Linked DNA regions of Nothobranchius furzeri: region 2 is linked to region 1. Evidence: chromatin contacts called from public Micro-C data. All regions are on one chromosome and are shown on one strand. Each heading gives the region's core, a stretch centred on a gene start, on an enhancer-like site or on the middle of the called end of the contact. The rest is flanking DNA. Distances are from core to core; before and after follow the strand shown. Region 1 holds the start of LOC107390374 (ankyrin repeat and SAM domain-containing protein 1A). Region 2 overlaps LOC107390374 (ankyrin repeat and SAM domain-containing protein 1A).

Region 1 (2,735 bases), core at 168-2,667:
TGTCAGGCTTAAGGCTTCCTTCTCTACCTGTGGACATTTTCGCTCTGTTTGTGTGAGAGATCTTGACATGTTAAGGGTCTCCACTCCTCATCCTTTTGCTGGATCAGCTCATAACCCGATCCACATGATGATGCATCTGCATGCCTTGGTAAAAAGAATGTTATTGACCCTTGTGCACAAGGGAGAACATGCACACAGCAACTGTGATTTTCCTCTGAGTCTGCCAACCCTTGATTGGTGCAGCAGCCTCACCCATGTGTCAGACTACCCCCCATGCCTCTGAGACCCATTCTGCTTTTAACGGGCTCTGAGGCTGGAGCTGGATGCATCCCAAAGGGCATGCCTCTTGAAGCAAACCTGCTGAATATCCTCCATTGATTGCAAAAAAAAAAAAAAAAAGACTCCTCTCTCCAAAAAACCAACTGAAGTGTGTGAAGTTTACATATTTTACCCATCTGCCTTCTTTGGCAACACCGCCACCTTACCTTAACACTTTTAACCCTTATGGCTTCATTCAGCTGATCCCTCCAAGCAAATGATCTTCTGTTGAACTTTGTCCATCAGGAGTAATGGGATCCTCCTGGGAGTTTTGAAAGGGAATCATTGGACACCTGGTTTCAGTTTAATGTCATATTTCACAGTTTAGGGACAGGACGTCTGACACCAACTCACGCATGAATAAGCTTTCTGTGATCTTTTTTTCTGTACATTTCAGCTTTAATCACCACACTTCCTTGCCTAGAAATATAGATAGTCCGACCGTGGCAGAAGCAAGACGATTTTTCTCTGCATAGATGAATAGGATGGCCTGCCTCTTCCTCCTCTGCAGTGGCACAAACACTCCTTGGTAGAGTAGAAGTATGTGCAATCTGCCAGTTAAGTCCTCCACACTTACCGCTGCTATACTATAAAGTAAAGAATATACATTCACGATCCTTTGGGTTTGATAAAATCTCTAAATAAGTCACCCAAGAGTGACGAGCGAAAACCACATCAAGGGGTTTAGATGTGTTCTGTGGCGCTGACGCAGAGCAGCAAAGCGCCGGATGGGACTAAATCACCCGCTGTGACCCGCCGCCATCTTGCTTAGGCACATCCAGCTTGTGTGTGAGTCAGCTCGGGGCGGCGGTGGCTGGGCTAGCCCGTGTGTGTGTGAAAGTGTGTGTGCGCGTGAGTCTGAAGGGTTTCAGTGGAGATGCAGAAAGAAAGGGCTGTTTCGAGGAAGTGACGGACGACGCTCGGAAGGCTGGTCAGAGGAAGTTTGCCCGGTAATGGCTCCGTGCTGCTGAGCGAAACTTTTCCCTCTCGCGAGCAGCGGAAGCATCGTGGATCGGGACAGATCCAGCGGCGGAGGAAGAGGCTTTTGTTTGGTTTCGCCGTTCCGAGGAATAACTTGAGTCTGGGAGAAGGAGCGGGTCGCAGAGGAATTTCACCCCCCATAACCAATCTCCCCCCTTCCCTCCCCCCCTGTATCCCCCCGCGCCTCGGATATTTTCCCTGGGATTAGCAATGGGGAAGGAGCAGGAGCTCCTAGACGCGGCGCGCACCGGGAACCTGGCCGCGGTGGAGAAGCTTTTGTCCGGGAAGCGACAGTCCACCGGCGGCTCGTCTGGGACCGCTGGAAGCGGCACCGGCGGCGGCCACGGCGCCTCCTCTCACCCGCTCTCCAGCCTCCTCAGGTAGGAAGCAGCCAGCCGGCGGCTCTGGTGTGTTCCTGTCAAACACACCATCTAATCTCCAGGAGATGCGTGTTTAGCTCCACCACAGCCCGACCTAGCAGCAGCAGCATGCTCCTTTGTTCAGCCCAGACCCCTGGTGTTCCTCTAATGTCCATAAAAGGCAACTTCAAATGCAACATTCAGCAATTATTCTAAAGCAGAGTTTCCTTTTTAATGGCGAGCTCAATGACCGGAAGTCCTCAGTGGGAGCTCACCTCTGATGTGGTTCTGCCACTTCCATAAAAGCTGCTGGGAAGGTTCCGCTCATCTGTTGATTTTAAGTGTATTTTATTAATATTCTCATCAATAATCCGTAAACCAAGCATGCTGCGTGCAGACAGTCTGACGTGGAGGCCTGATAGACAGAAGAGATGTTGGTACTACTGACTCACTGTTCCATCATCCAGCAGATGCTGGGTTTTTATTAGAGCTGATGAATGGGATGAGTTTCATTTTGTCCTACAGATGTTATCTAAGTTATGAGTTTACAGCTACAGAGGAGATGTATTTTGTCTTTCAGCCCTACACATCTGTATTATCAAAGCAAGAGTATTTTTATATAGTTATTCCAGACAGTAAGCTAAAAAAAACCCATTTGATTGGAGGTGAGAAACACAACCCAGAGCGCCACACAGGTGAACCTTTGCCACACCTTGTCCCAGTGGGAGTCCTGGTGCCTGCCACCTCCATCTGAGGGCTCCATGTGCTGCACTACAGCGTTACTTAGCACACACTGCCAAGTGTGCTCGGTGTAATCACATTAAACCCATCTAATCGAATATCCAATTCAGACACACCGTGCAGTCGATGCTGGCTCACAGTTTCACTCTCAGGTTTGGAGGCAGCCTGACGTGCCCATTGTGTCATCTACTTGAGCAATCAGTGTTTGGCAACGGGAACTCTGGGAAATAATTGGCTAGGCCGTGCAGGAAATGATTATACTGCTGGTAAAAACCTGCTTCCCGTGGACTCCTGATCTCAGTGGGCAGCTGGTGAGACTATCAAGAGTATTGACCA
Region 2 (2,907 bases), core at 136-2,635, 36 kb after region 1:
ACTTTCGTGAACTACTTCTCTTCAGAGAAATAAACCTTTCTTCTGCCGGATTGACGAGCTAGTGGATGTAAATATAAAATATCTCCATTCTCCAACATTAAGCACCTCATAGGGATGCTCCTAGGGATGCAACGATACCACTTTTTTCCAAACCGATGCGATACCGATACTAGGATCTGAGTACTCGCCAATACCGATACTTCTACCATACAAAAAAGGCAATGATTTGGAATACAGATTTTATTTTCATCTCTGCTTTCAACAGGAAAAGACCGTGAGGTAGATAAAAAGTAAAATATATGAATGGAAATTATCACAAAACTAAAATATTAGGTGAACAGAAATGACAAGTTACAGTGAAGCCTTTTTCAAGCAACTGCATTGGTATCGGTTCCTGGTATCGGTTAACTTTTGCCGATACTGGCATTGGTATCGCTTCGGTACCGATATCAGTATCGGTATCGGTGCATCCCTAGATGCTCCTATCGGATCATGTGGTCGGAAACGAGGCCATATCATGTGATATTTAAATGTTTGGAATTGGGTGCGAAAGATTGAATTCATCCATATGAAACAAGATTTTAAATCAGTCCTCAGGTGGAGATTTTCAAATGCAACAACGATGGCTTAGCTTTCATTTTAACGAGTTCCACCTACATCGATATTCATTGTTGCACAAATGACAACACCATGATGTCACAATTAACTGTAGGCAAGGAAATTAGGCACTATAACATTGAGCTGTTAGCTTAGTCAGTATGGCTCCCCATCACTGATTTGTTTATATTACAACAGAATAGATGACATCATCCTCAGAAAAACGCTGGTTTTTTGTTAAATTATGCTGCTAATTGTCAGCCTGTGTCATAATTATCACGCTCACACACGTCACAGTCCTGCTGCATGCGTTTGGGGGGAATTCAACCCTTCAGTGGAAGGGCCTTTGTGTGAAAAACAGGCTTAACATTGCTCGCATGTAAGGAGGCAAAGCTGAGTGCTGCTCGTTTCCCATCAGTGAGTAACAGGACTGGTCAGCCATGTTTAATGTGATCAGCTGCTGGACTGGATCACACATCGCTGCTCTGCTCCGATTGTGTTGATATGGTTCAAAAACTCAGGTGGATGATATGTGTACTTTTGTGGCATTTTCTTCTTTAACAAAACATTTGAGTCCTAACGACTCGATGTTTTATTGTCTTAGTTAAAACAAATTTTTTCTTGCATTTAATTTGTATTTATTCCTATCAAATAAGTGGAAAAGGTCCAGAAAAAGGAAACTTTATATGGTAGACTTGCATTAGTACTGAGGCAGAAGAGTCGCAGGAAGTGAATCATCCTGATGTAATCCAAACATCCCAGTTCGTCTGGATGAAGCTGACTAAAAACCTCAGAGTGAATCTCTTCAGTAAGCTGTGACGAATGCTCGGCGATGTGTCACAGATAAAGGGCTGTGCTCATTTCATGTGTCCTTAAATGATTTCTGTAGATGTGTGGATGTTTTGAGCCAAAGGAGGTTCTAGTGAACCTAACTGATCCAACCACCCAGGTAGGAAAAACAAAGGTGTCCTTATGTCATCCCAAGGAAAGCATTTGTCCTTATTCCTTCGTTGGATAGGCAGCTGTTGTTGTTTATCTCTGCTTCAAGCAGATTTCTCCCATGACAACACAGCGGCGACACGCTGACTCCATCTGGTTTCAGGTCTTTGTGATATTCGCAGTGAAGGGGTTAAAGACACCTGTCTGCCTTGTAAGCTCCGCCCCCTCACCAGCCAGAGTGTAACCCATTAATGGTGGCACAGCTGGCATGCTCCAGTGGGAGTGACCCACCCTGGCATCATTCAGATCTCCCCACACCATCTGTCAGCCCTTTTGTAGGGTGTGTGTGTGTGTGTGTGTGTGTGTGTGTGTGTGTGTGTGTGTGTGTGTGTGTGTGTGTGAGAGAGAGAGAGAGAAATGAAATGTACCTTTTCCATATCCTCACACCTCTTAATTGATAGCAGTGATTGTTGTTCTCATTAGTTATTCATGTTCCCTTCCTACATGACCGGAAAAGCTTGTTCAGCTGTCCTAGTTGTCCCTGTCTGTGACCTCCTTCTGGTCATGCTTGCCCCCTCCTGGCCACTCGTGGTAGAGCTCAGCAGAAGGGTTGGATGTTCCCATCTCTAATCAGCATTGATATTTTTACTTGCACGTGGCCTGTTGGATCCAATAAGCACCACTCAGTGAGTTTATGTTCTAATTACTGCTTTTAGTTGCTGTTTTATAGGCTTGTCTGAACGCTTTGCAGATGTTGGTAAAAATGTTTAAGATGATTACAAATCTCAGGAGATTATTTAATGCTTCTGTTCAAGACAAATGATCACTATGTGGACACTGTTTACTGACTATGATAATGTGGATGAAAGACGTAGATGTATGCATATGCAGAAATGATTTGTGTCCTATTTGGCTTCTTATGCAAATCATTGGTTAATGGAACACAGCAGTTTCCTGCTCCTTTGCCCTACTGGCTGAAAGTTGAATTACAACTACCATAAACAATGCTGCCGCAGTGCTACCAATGAGCAAACACTATTATGAGCCAAGTCTTACTAAATAAGCCACTAATAAAAAAGATCCACATTGTTGGACAAACAATATTATTACTTACAAGTCCAGCAGCAACAAAGCCAGGTAATCATCAGCCTTTTTCAGCTTCTTCAAACTAGTGTAGGCCACGCCGCTGTTTACTCTGGTTTTAGCTCTTTGCTTCACCTCCAAAGACATTACTCTTACTTTTACATCCAGGCTCAGCCATGATGCCAACAGAAAGCTCTTCTTGTACTTTTTATTGATGATCATCAAAGTGAAAATAGCTAACAGCCGTAATGCAGGTATAAGGACGCGCCCTAGAACACCCACCTGCTC

The links. Hi-C and Micro-C count contacts between places; a contact is called where the count stands out from the background.
Region 2: a contact with region 1 is called in a Micro-C map of tail fin, with 16 times the contacts expected there. The contact joins the enhancer-like site here to the promoter of LOC107390374 in region 1. A contact is called at or near these places in 2 of 2 Hi-C or Micro-C datasets (skeletal muscle and tail fin).

Annotation. Positions count from the first base shown.
Region 1 is chr15:36,776,097-36,778,831 of NfurGRZ-RIMD1, forward strand. LOC107390374 (ankyrin repeat and SAM domain-containing protein 1A) reads left to right here and starts at 1,418. Exons shown (of 28, transcript XM_015967032.3): 1 at 1,418-1,679. The coding sequence starts at 1,510.
Region 2 is chr15:36,812,591-36,815,497 of NfurGRZ-RIMD1, forward strand. All of the region lies in intron 4 of LOC107390374 (ankyrin repeat and SAM domain-containing protein 1A), which reads left to right. Among protein-coding and RNA genes, the nearest start is that of LOC107390374, 37 kb to the left of the region's middle. Within about 2 kb of position 1,386, at least 1 of the 3 cell types and tissues checked has an H3K27ac peak or open chromatin away from gene starts, as enhancers often do. A contact at or near this core is called in tail fin, where this site is marked.